Linked DNA regions of Mus musculus: all the other regions are linked to region 2. Evidence: chromatin contacts called from public Hi-C, HiChIP or PLAC-seq and promoter capture Hi-C data. All regions are on one chromosome and are shown on one strand. Each heading gives the region's core, a stretch centred on a gene start, on an enhancer-like site or on the middle of the called end of the contact. The rest is flanking DNA. Distances are from core to core; before and after follow the strand shown.

Region 1 (2,700 bases), core at 148-2,647, 580 kb before region 2:
TATTAATCACATTACCCACCACCATTTTTTTTTTTTTTTTGAGACAAGGCTTTTACTATGTCACTGAGGTTGGCCCTGAAATTTGGCAGCAATACTCCTCCAGGACTAAGACTACAGGCATGAGCATCCAGACCAACCTGAATATTCTTTCTGTGTCATCCCTTTGCAGAATTTCTAAAGTACCTCTCTCTATTTGTCTGGCCTTTCACTGGCTCAATTTAAACACCATAAACTACACCTAGACCACACCCCAAACACATAAGTTCTGTTCTCTTTTTCAGTCCTCATATTGGTCATAATCAATGAGAAACCTACCCTATTATTTGACTCCTACACAGCAGCACCACCCAGGCATTTCTCCCCGACTGGGGAGTACAATCCCTTCTAGTTAACAATCTCTTAAGAGGCCTCATATTTGAATCTGCTCTAGTAAACCTGGAACTTTTTTTTTGGGGGGGGGGTGCTGCTCACTGTATGAGACCAGCCCTGAACCTACAGCAATCCTACAGCCTCTGCTCCTGCAAACCAATAAAGCATATGCCAGCGTGCCTGGCAAAGTCTTGTAACTTTCGATCTTCTATTTTGCTCCAGGAGTCAAGCTCCCCTCCCTTCCCCTCCCCTCCCACTCTTACATCTAACTACTGCTACAATTGTCCCGGACCATCTGACAACTGGCTTCTAGTTTTTGGCTTTGAATCCTGTCCCACGGTTTACAAGTTACAAAGTATCACAGTTTACAAGTTACAAAGTATCCACTTCGGATCCTCTCTCCACGCCAGGAGCGTCCTAAGCCACAAATTGCTACCGAGGTTTTAATTGTTAAGGATCGGAGGTGTGTAAGGGGTGGAAACTTCCCCCACCAAGGTCACCATCAAGCGCCCAAGTCTTCGGTGGTTAAGTGCTTTCCCCCACCTTCCCGCTCCCGCCGACCCCAGCGCGCCCCCTTTTCTATATTCTACACCCCCTGTCCCCGCCGGTCCAAGACTACTGTGAATCCGAATGGACCGGGACAAACCCCACGCCTGTCAGCGCTGTCCCCCAGCTGATCCCGGGGTTTCTTTCATCAGCGGCCGCTGTCAAGCCACTCTTTCAGACTCCAGGCACCGCCCCCGGCCCGCCTCCACCTAAAACTGAGGACAGAGGTCCGGCCTGAGGGCCAGCGAGCCGGCTAGACGCTCTGCGCCGCAGGAGGGCAGGGCGGACGCTCACCACTGCGCCCCACGTTGGAGCGTGGTCCCCATCAAGGCTCCGAGCTCCGTCTTCTGGGTCTCCACATCCGGTCGCTCACGGCTGCCCCGGCCTTCCGCCATCTCGTCCGCCGCCCCGGCCCAGCCGGCCCGGACATCCGCCTAGCGCACGGCGTGCTATGGGCCGCGCCCACGCACGCACGTAACCACGCACGTGCGCGCGCCCGGCACCGCCGTCGACTTTCGCCTCTTCTCCCCGCCCCCACGCGCTGTTAACCCCCCCCCGCCCCCTCCGGAGCCGAAGCGGACAGAAGCAGGCTGGACGCCCAGAGGCGGCGGCCACATCCACCCGTGTCTGAGCGGCTCCTGCGATCTGACTGCTGGCCCGCCCTCGACCCATCAGTCACTCGCTCCATCCTGGCCTGTGAGGTTAGCCTGATGCTAAATCCGTGCAGGAGGAGCCTGCCGCTTGCTTTTCTTGTTTCCACTCGGTTCCATGCGGCTTTCAGCAAGACTGCCTAAATGCGAGATTGAATTTACTGCCTCGGCAGCCCCTGTAGCCAAGTGCACACGGACGCATTGAGATCTGGACTGTCCGGTGTGGTCCAGCCATTAATAGTTGTTTCAAACAAGGGCCGGCGCGATGGCTACGTGGGTGACAACTGGGTTTGATCCCCAGAACCCGTGTAAAAGTGGAAAAAGAAAACTGACTCTTTAAAGTTGTCCTTTGTTCTCGACACAGACACTGTGGCACGCGTTCGCCAAACAGGCACACAATAGTGAAATTTGTTGTTTGTTTGGGACAGGTTTCTTCTAGCTGCTGTCCTGGAGCTGTTTATGTAATCTAGGCTAGTCTCGAATTTAGGCCCATTTGCCCTTTTCTCCAGAGTGCTGGGATTAAAAGCATACATCACCACACCTGCAAAAAACAAAAATAAAGTCATAAATAGACGCAAAAAACAAAGTTGTCTTAAACAACTTTGTATCCTGTCAGCCATCCAGGTCAAGGAGAGAGTAGCAACCACCGAAGCCGACAGAGGTCCAGGCATCTTAATTTTTTCCTGAAACAATGATTCCGTTTTCTTCCGGGCGGTGATGGCACAGGCTTTTAACCCAGCACTCAGGAGGCAGAGGTAGGCAGATCTCTGAATTCGAAGCCAGCCTGGTCTACAGAGAGAATTTTAGGACAACCAAGGCTACAAGAAACCCTGTCTTGAGGAGAAGAAGAAGAAGAAGAAGAAGAAGGAGAAGGAGGAGAAGGAGGAGGAGAAGGAGGAGAAGAAGGAGGAGGAGGAGAAGAAGGAAAAGGAGAAGGAGAAGGAGAAAAGGAGAAGGAGGAGGAGGAGGAGGAGGAGGAGGAGGAGGAGGAGGAGGAGGAGGAGAAGGAGAAGGAGAAGGAGAAGGAGAAGGAGAAGGAGAAGGAGAAGAAGAAGAAGAAGAAGAAGAAGAAGAAGAAGAAGAAGAAGAAGAAGAAAAAGAAAAGATTGCAAGTCTTGAAAATCTTGCTCTGGAA
Region 2 (2,891 bases), core at 278-2,777:
CTTTTTTGTGTTGCTTAAATTAGAACAATTTCCATTGTCTTTGGTACATCGACTACCAGATAGCCTAGGATATATAGTCCATCTACTCACAAAAACAATTCTACTCAACAGACAGACACAATTGAGAGGATGCCATTCATCCCTGGATGGAATCTGTCTAGGGATAGGGGAGTAGCTTTTGAGTTTAAAATTGAATTGGCAGCATGGTGGCTCACCTTTAATCCCAGCAACCAGTGAGTGAGTTCTTTATATCACCCTGGCTTTCCTGGAACTCACCTTTTTAGACCAGGCTGGCCTTGAACTCAGAGATCCAATTACCTCTGGGATTATAGGCATGGATCACCACACCCTGCTATAAGTGGTTTCTATGATCTGCAGACAAATGTATATTTTCTGCGGTTAAGTGTGTTATATATACTCAACCATAATTGGGCATATCTTAACATTTACATAATTGTATACTGAGAATACATAGATACAAAAGAAAGATGTTGAGTATGTGTTCCTTCAGCTGTGTTATCAGGCATTTCTAGCCAGTTTCAGTCACCCTAATTCCTGCACACCGTTATTCTTATCAGACTTGTAATCCCAGAAGGAGGTGAAAACTGGAGGGTCAGAAACAGTCCCACACTAAGGAGATGGATCTTGGTCAGTCTACATTGTGAATTCCAGGCTAACCAGAACTATAGAGACCCTTTCTAAAGAAAACAAAAGGGAGGGAAGGGAAGAAAAATTAAAAAAAAAAATGAGGGAAATCTGCTCCCTAATAACTACATATGCAGAGGACAAGTTATGGCAACTGGATGACAATATCTCCACAAAAAGCAGAGAGAGGGGGGGGGGGAACCTCTAGGGTTTTGTCTGTTTTGTTGGATTTTTTTTTTTAATGTGTAGTTGGGTGATGATTTGGTTTGAATTTGGGCTGCTTTGCATTTACTTATTGTTGGTGTATTTGAACACACATCCATGTTTGCCACATCAGAAGACTACTCTCATGCGTGGTTCTCTTTCCATCCTGTGAATTGCAGGGATGGAACTCAGGGTTTTAGGCTTGGCAGTAAGCCTTACCTGATGAGGCTATCTCACAGGCTTGGTTTTATTGTTGTTTTGTTTGCTTGTGGCAGGGTCTTACAACAAAATATCCCTATTGTTCTGGAGTTCATATTCTAGTGCTGGCATGGCTTCTGAAAACAAGCTAGTTCAGTTTCCAGTTTACCGAATTATTAGCTCTGTATGTTTGTAAAACGACTAGGGAAGTAATCCGTAGTATGCCTTCTCTACGAACTGGATTATACGTTTTACAGTGTGTCAAGCGCTGGTAAAGTTCACATCCGGGTTCTCAGAAGCTGAATGGCAGCTTTGTCATGGAGCAGATGAAATACGCAAAAAAATTAACGCAGGGTATAGTGACAGGCTGCCTGGGCGACCACACTTCCCGGCAGCCCTCGCGCAGACCGGCACCCTCGCTGATTGGACGCCTCTGGAGAGGCGGGTAGGATGGGAGGTGGGGGAAGGTCGACGCGCGAGGGACTGTGGGTAGGAGAAGACGGTCGGTGGAGACGCCATTTTGTGGAGCGGCCGAACCTTGTAGGAGGTTCTGGGGCGCAGAGCCGCTACTGCTCCTGCTTTGTTCCCTCTGTGGGGGTGAGTGCGGCTGCCGTCCATTACACCCCAGTGATTTTGCAATTGGTGCTGTCCCTTAAGTCTGCCTGTCAGCCGCCAGAGGTGACCGCTCAGCCGAGTCTTTGAAGAGACTAAACTAAGCAAGCGCTTGAGGGCCGCGCCCCTCCTCGCCTCTGGCTCTGCTGGCTTTCATAGGTTGCCCCCTAGCCCGGTCCTCGACCCGCCTCTTTGGAGTTGTTTGTCTCTTGCTGGGACGTTGTCCCGAATCCCCTGTCGTGCGGAGCTGTGGAGCGCCTGGCAGTCTCTTAAGCCATCATCGCCCTGAGTCTCCAACTGAATCTCGCTGTGCGAAAGGTGGTTGGGAATGGGTGTGGGGAGGGATGGATGGAAGATAAGAAAGATGGACTGAATGCCGGATTCAGTTGCGCCGCCATCTCGGCTGCGATACCCCGCGGAGGTGGGCATGGGCAACCTCCCTGGGAGGTGGGTGCGGGCATCTCGGGCGAAAACAAGGGACAGCCGTAGCCGTTCGACCCCGGAACTTGACCCACTAGATGTCTCTTATTTTTTAAGTCAACGAATGTTTGTTAAGTGCTTGCTTTAAAAGACCAGATTCTAGAAATGGCAGTAACTATAGTTTCTGGGACATCACAGGCATCATAGCTGTGTGATGTTTTATTACGGCCAATCGGCCGGGGAAAGGCTGTGGGTCACTCGGTGGCCTGTTGTCGATCAGGGCTGGTCCAAGACATAGGTGTTATTGATACACAGATATTAAGCCGAGTCAAGGTTTGGTCTTGTCTTACTGAAATAAATTGAGATCAGGCGATGTGTTATATATGTAAATTTCAATCAGATCAGCATTCCAGCTTCTAAGTTTTTGTCAGAAAAATTTGAGATCGTGTTACAATTTTAGTGTTGAATTTTATATTAACGAAGACAGTTGGATGAATGCTTTAATCATTGTCCATCTCAATAAATAGCGTTGCTTTGGTTATGAAAATCAGGAGCTTTTTGCTTTGTAATTGTAGTGGGAGTGTCCAAGGTGTCTAAAGCCTTCACCCTTCTTGAGTTTCTTATTGAATATATGATCTTAATATGTTAAAGTGACCTTCATCTTCCTGCTTCTTAACACAATTATGACTTAGTGTTGACAGCCTCCTTTTCCTTCCTCTTTTTAGTCATTGTTAAGTATTAGCCACAGTTTCTATCCCAGTTTGTAGGGTTCTTGAATTAAGTGATCTCTGAAATTTGCAATTTTTCTCTTT
Region 3 (3,062 bases), core at 258-2,757, 690 kb before region 2:
AACCAAAAAAGGAGCAGGTACAAATGGAGCAAAAAGGGTAGCAACTCCTGCAGAGGCTATCAAGTAAAGAAGAGTACGGACCATATGGATGAAGGCCAGGCTGTAGCTGAGGAAGACAGACTAAGGCCTTTGAACATAGGCCCAAAGACCCAGACTTACACCACCTGATGTCCACCCCACCACTGTTCATCCAACTGCCAACGTTCCAGTGCAGGGGGTGGCTCATCTCCTTACCAGAGTCTATAGACAGGATACTCAGTGACCTGATTCCTAGCTCTAGTCTTGGAGTTCAAACCCAATATAAGACACAGACCCGCCCAAAAAAAAAAGACAGTTGCAAACATCTCTAAGGCAAGCAAGAGACCAGGCAACGAGACCAAGGAGTTCAAGGTTTGACGACAAAGGACAGGGAAAGATTCCAACTAGGAAGGTAGGCCAAGCCGTAGCGCTTAAAAGGCAACAGACCTTAGATGTTAGTGGTCCCAACAGATGCAGCTGTCTGGGACCACTCAAATCGTCCTATGCTTCCTTAAGGAAGCCATGGCTGTCACTCAGAAGTTACACCCAGCACTCCAACGCAGCATCTGAGGGCTTCCCGAGTCAAAAGGTAAATTCCCCAGCTGCACCGGAGCGTTAAAAGATCAGCTGGGATGAGACAGGTCCCTGGAGTCTAGGAGCCCGTCTGTGCCGCCGCTCTGCACAGCTCTAATGAAGCAGACACACAGTCCTCAGACTCCCCGGAGAAAGTGCCCTGGGGCTCTTTGTTTGGAAACATTCTTGGATCCTCAGGTGTCTGAGGCACTTCCCCTCCCCAGAGGATGCTCTTCAAGTACAATCCAAGTTAATGCTTTCATTTATTTATTTATTTATTTATTTATGTTTTGAATGGGTGGGCTATGAACTGTAGGACAGAGGGGGACGACCTACCTCCCACCCCAAACCTCCGGCGCTCATATTACGGGGCGGGGACCAAGGGGCTCTTTGCCTAGGTCATTCTGAGCCCATGGGAGGGAGGGTGCTTCTTGGCTCTCAAGAAGCTTTGTAAACAGAGGCTGCAGCCAGGCTGACTTTTGCCTTCACACATTCCTTTGGGGCCAGCACAGGAAGTTGACAGAAGACTGGGGGCGGGCATACTAATCGGGCGGACTGGGATCAGGGGCAGATCGGGGCCCTCAGGCGGGGAGACCGAGGCCCCGGGGCCTGAACGGCGACGGGGAGTCGGGGTTACGGCGGCGGCGAAATGTGTAAGGTGGGCAGTGGTCGCCCGACAGGATCCTCAGAACCCCCAGGGTGGGGTCCTGGGTAGGGGTGGGGTGTCTCGGCCAAGCCCTGGGAAAATGAGGATCCCGGAAGGGCCGGCCACCCAGTCCCTTCGCCCTGCCGCCCTGTGGCCTCATGGGCAGCCACTCCGCACCACCGCTAGGCCCGCGGCTCCAACCTACCGGCGCCGCCGCGGGGACCCAGGACGCACCTCTGCGCCGCCTCCGCCGCTCCAACATGGCCGCCTGCTGCGCGCCGGAAGTACACCGTGCTTCCGCTTCCGGGATCTAGCCCGCCTGGTGACCCTTGACCCCTAGAACTCTCCCCTCCCCCCCCAAGTCTGGGGGCGGAGCAGGTTGAGTACTTCGGAGGGCTGCCTGGAGGGGGTGGCCTCGGAGGTGACAAGTCCAAACCTATCTGATCCAGTATGGGAGCCTGTGCACATAGAAGGCAAAAGTCACAGGATCCCAGTCAGGATTGGACTAAGGACCACTTTTCTAAAATGTCCTGGTAATATAGGAGTCAAAGTGACTCCTGGCAAGCTCTATGCTATTCTACACCCCAGGACCTTACTCTTTCTCTGGCACCTGATCAGAAGAGAGTGTGCCTGACAGGGATTATCTCAGGAAAGTCCCCTTGTTTCACCACACAAGTACTTCCTGAAAGAGTAGCAGGCGCTCCTCTCCTGAGAATGGGCTTAACCCTGGCACACTGCATGAAAAGCTGGTATATACATGTAGGCACAAGTAATACACAGCAGCCTGGGGCTGTAGATGGCCAGTCTGTAAGTCACAGTACATCAATGTGGGCCTGAATATACTTGCTCAGGTATGTATACACAGTGGAGTGCCAAGATCTGGCTCAGCCAAAGCACCTCGAATGGCACAAAGTAACACTTTTCAGTCGTTACAGTGCCCAGAATCCGTTGGCTCTGTTGGCAAAGAGATTGCAAACTCAGTCCTACCTATGTCCTGTAGACAACACAAGATGGTTAGTTACAGAGCCCTCTCCTCAGCAGTATTTGAGGACACAGGTTAAAACTAACTCTAGGAATCTGAGACCTCAGATGAACAGTCAGCATATTTTCCAAACCTTGTCCTTTTTGGAGACAGTGTATCCCTACATAGCCCTGGATTCCTGGGATCAAAGGTGGCATGTGCTGCCATGCCTGGCTTCACAGCTTTAAGGAAAGGACCCCCTTGTCAGATGCTTCCTAGTCCAGTTTAGGAGGCATCAGGAAAGCTTTGGTTTCATGGATGAGGGAGTGAAGGCATCTGGACCTGTCTAAGAGTTTGGGGTAGGTAGACAAGGGTGTTTGAAGTGCTTCATGTGGGAGCTGGATACTAGCCTTCTTCCTCTTTTGTACGACTGAAAGATCCTTAGCTGTTCTGTGTTTCCCAGCCTATGTAGAGGGATCTGTCATCTTTAAAGATAAGTATCAACCACCCATCAATACCCAAGGCCTCACTTGATGCCTGTTTACTTCTCAGAGCTTTGGCACCGACAGGAGACTCCTGACAGTTTCTGGGTAGCCAAGTACCCAAGAGGAACCACAAAATCTGCGGGCAGTCTGGGGTCAGTACCTCCAGTCATTTCTCTTGGTAGAGAAAAAGGGCCTTATGGACCTACACCAGGATGAGCCATAACTATGCAAACAGAAGCCACTTCTGCCAAGAGGCAGAGCTTGGTGCCTTCCAGGCATAGTAGCAGGCCAGATGTGCTCTAGCAGGCCAAATGTGCCCTAGAAGGAGATTCCTCTCTTGCATTATCAAACCCAGAGGTCAGAGCAAAATGGAGGACAA
Region 4 (2,700 bases), core at 187-2,686, 720 kb before region 2:
CTGCTTAGTCACCGCCAGACAAGTAGAGAGTGAAGGAGTCAGGCAGCAGAGAGGGAGACCAAGGAATAGTCAGAGCAGCAGAAGGGCAGACTCTGAAGCTGAAAACGGCCCCAGGTGCTGCCACTAACCAGAAAGGCTCTGGTACTAAAGCATCTAGTCTGCTTCCTGCCGGCTCCTATTTTTTGCCATAAACCAGCTCCTGAAACTTGATCTTTTGTTTCCACCTAAAGAAGGATCGATCTCTCTCTCCTCAGCCTTAAAGATTAGGAGTGGAGGCGGGTGGTGGTGGCGCACGCCTTTAATCCCAGCACTTGGGAGGCAGAGGCAGGCGGATTTTCTGAGTTCGAGGCCAGCCTGGTCTACAGAGTGAGTTCCAGGACAGCCAGGGCTACACAGAGAAACCCTGTCTCGAAAAAAAAAAAAATGAGGAGTGGACTCCAGTTTTAAGACACGGTGATAGGCTTAACAACGAAACAGACATCACCCCTGTCTCCAGGTTCCTTCCTTCATCATCAGCTCTGAGCCACGGAGGCCTGATCTGTTTCCCACCTGTGTGTGGATTCGGGCTCCCTCCATCCAAAGTGAAGTTCTCAAAACTAGTGAGGGTGGAGATGGAACGTAGACCTAGTACTAGCCCTGGCAGCCTCAAGCCCGGCTTGCGAGACGAAGGAGATTGAACTGTAGCCTGTGTTCCCTTAGGGGAGAGTGGGGTGATAAAAATACCCTTGGACGATAAGAGTGATGAGCGGAATCTTTAGTGACAGTCCGTCCAGGCCTCTGGGCAGAGCACCCGCCGTTTCCTCCTTACACCGAGGCCCGATTCACAGCCGGAATCCCTCCCCCATGCTCTGAAAGCCGTCGAAGCGGCAGAGAAACTATCCGGAGATCCCAGCTGGTTAGAGAAGCTGCGCAGAGTTACTGAACGCAGACCAACGCCCCGGCTAGGATGCTGCCCTCCTCCAGCCTCCGAATCCCAGGCCTGCCACCACCTCCTCCAGGAAGCCACCCTCGCTCGCCGCTAATCCTCTTAAAAACAGAGAGGCCGGCCACAGGGGTAGCATAACGGCTCGGTCGGCATCGGTAGGCCGAGCACGCCGCGAGGCTCGAGATGTCGGGGCTGGCACGGCCCGTGACCTTGAACAGGCCCGCCCCGGGCCAACCTTGCGGCCTTCCCCCGCTGCGGCCAAACCGGCGACTTGAGGCCCACACCACTCACCGAGCGAGACCGCCGCCACCAGCCCTCTTCGGGCCCTGGCAACACGCTCTCGATTCCGGTTCCGGCGTCGGGTCGGTTCCGGTTCCGGCGCGCCCCTCCCCCGTCCCGGCTCCTCCGCCACCGCCGCCTTCGCCGCTGCTTCAGCCGCTTGTTTTGTTTCGACTTCTAGCTACGGCTACGGGAGGCGGGGTGCCGAGCTGATGACGCACTTCCGGCAAGAGTGGGAGCTCTTGGTGAAGGGCAGCTTTGGGGAGGGCGGGAAAGGAAGAGGAGGGGTTCCGGTGCTCGGCCTCTGCTGGTAGCCTACAGCTGATGGCGTGTATAAAGGTCCTCCGCCCCTCCCATCAAAGGCCAGACAACACAGAGGAGGTTCACACAGGTTTATTGAAAGCTCTTGCTAGCCAGGAGCTCTTTAATGTGCGGACGATCGTGTGCAGAACAGTGCTTGGCGACAAGGCTAGGCCCTAGGGAGTGGTCACTGGCAGGTGTTGTAGATCTGGACCTGCAAGTTGATGGCCTGGAGCACACTGCGCATCCTGGCTTCCAGCCCATCCAGCTGGGCCGCTTTGCCCTCCAGTGCACGCTCGTTCTCCTCATATGTGCCCTCCAGCTCTAGAAGGGTCAAGAAATAGTTCAAGTCTTTTCTCACGCAAGCCCACCTTTCTAGCTCCCGCCCACCATGGTCCTCACCCTGTAGCCGCTGCAGCTTATCCTGAGCGGCCTGCAACAGGTCCCGAGCCTCATCCCGCAGTTGTTCTGCCCTGGCTTGTGCAGCCAGAACACCTTCAGCCTTCCGCTCTGCCAACGCCCTCACTGTTTGGTATTGGTCACCTACTTGTTCCCGTAGTTGCTGCAGATGTAAGAGGCAGGGTCGGTATACTAATTCAGTGGAATTCTAACTATAATACCCCTACCCCATCCAGAGGGCTTCGCCCAACCCACTTTCTCAGCCTCCCTGGCACGGCTCTGGGCACTGCCTGCTGTTTCTTCCGCTGTAGATGCTGCCAGGCTATTTCCTGCCCGTTTCAGTTTCAGGGCCTCCAGGAGGGCGTCTAATTGCCGAGCCCGCTCACCGGCAGAGTTCAGAGACTTCTCTGCACCTGCCATCCTCTCCTGGACCTGCCACAGAAAGGCCCAGGTTTAACAAATCCACCTTTAGTACCAGCAACTGAGAAGGAGAAGCAAGTTGATCTCTGTAACTTCCAGGCTGCCCAGGGCTACACAGTAAGACCTCCCTGTCCCAGACAAAGCAAGCCAGATCCTTAGTACATGCCCATCACCTCGTCCTAAGGAAGTCATACCCGCTGCAGGGTCTGCTCTGTGTTTTGTGTGTCAACCACTGCTCCCCAGATGGCACCCTGAGCAGCTCCTTGTGCCCTCTGAGCCTCCTCCAGTGCCGCTTGGACTGTCTCTGCCTTCTGTCTCTCACCCTCGGCCCGGCTCCTGAGGAAGAGGGGAGATCAGGGTCTACAGGTATCAGGACC

The links. A called contact is a pair of places that touch in the nucleus more often than the background predicts. HiChIP or PLAC-seq counts read pairs in DNA pulled down with a chosen protein or histone mark. Capture Hi-C pulls out chosen DNA fragments and counts their contacts.
Region 1: an H3K27ac HiChIP or PLAC-seq map of microglia shows a contact between it and region 2, with 8 times the contacts expected there. The contact joins the promoter of Usp4 here to the promoter of Rbm5 in region 2. A contact is called at or near these places in 3 of 39 promoter capture datasets (frontonasal cranial neural crest, neural stem cells and pre-B cells), 3 of 484 Hi-C or Micro-C datasets (cortical neurons, neutrophils and spermatogonial stem cells), 11 of 115 datasets of contacts at active chromatin or transcription factors (the 230-238 cell line, astrocytes, bone marrow-derived dendritic cells and 8 more) and 2 of 9 other capture datasets (adipose tissue and liver).
Region 3: a contact with region 2 is called in a promoter capture Hi-C map of adipose tissue. The contact joins the promoter of Ccdc71 here to the promoter of Rbm5 in region 2. A contact is called at or near these places in 3 of 39 promoter capture datasets (cranial neural crest, liver and pre-B cells), 4 of 115 datasets of contacts at active chromatin or transcription factors (astrocytes, bone marrow-derived macrophages, memory CD8 T cells and 1 more) and 1 of 9 other capture datasets (adipose tissue).
Region 4: a contact with region 2 is called in a Hi-C map of B cells, with 15 read pairs. The contact joins the promoter of Usp19 here to the promoter of Rbm5 in region 2. A contact is called at or near these places in 6 of 39 promoter capture datasets (the C10 cell line, cranial neural crest, embryonic stem cells and 2 more), 2 of 484 Hi-C or Micro-C datasets (B cells and muscle stem cells), 6 of 115 datasets of contacts at active chromatin or transcription factors (astrocytes, bone marrow-derived macrophages, embryonic stem cells and 3 more) and 3 of 9 other capture datasets (adipose tissue, liver and macrophages).

Annotation. Positions count from the first base shown.
Region 1 is chr9:108,346,528-108,349,227 of GRCm38.p6, reverse strand. It overlaps Usp4 (ubiquitin specific peptidase 4 (proto-oncogene)), which reads right to left and starts at 1,397. Exons shown (of 22, transcript NM_011678.2): 1 at 1,210-1,397. The coding sequence starts at 1,310.
Region 2 is chr9:107,769,638-107,772,528 of GRCm38.p6, reverse strand. It overlaps Rbm5 (RNA binding motif protein 5), which reads left to right and starts at 1,527. Exons shown (of 25, transcript NM_148930.3): 1 at 1,527-1,644.
Region 3 is chr9:108,458,998-108,462,059 of GRCm38.p6, reverse strand. Ccdc71 (coiled-coil domain containing 71) reads right to left here and starts at 1,507. Exons shown (of 2, transcript NM_133744.5): 1 at 1,443-1,507. Gm51295 (predicted gene, 51295) reads right to left here and starts at 2,966; the gene lies at 2,900-2,966. It also overlaps a transcript of Klhdc8b not described here.
Region 4 is chr9:108,489,412-108,492,111 of GRCm38.p6, reverse strand. Usp19 (ubiquitin specific peptidase 19) reads right to left here and starts at 1,436. Exons shown (of 27, transcript NM_027804.4): 1 at 1,217-1,436. It overlaps Lamb2 (laminin, beta 2), which reads right to left. Exons shown (of 33, transcript NM_008483.3): 30 at 2,518-2,659; 31 at 2,159-2,335; 32 at 1,907-2,066; 33 at 1,582-1,828. The coding sequence ends at 1,692.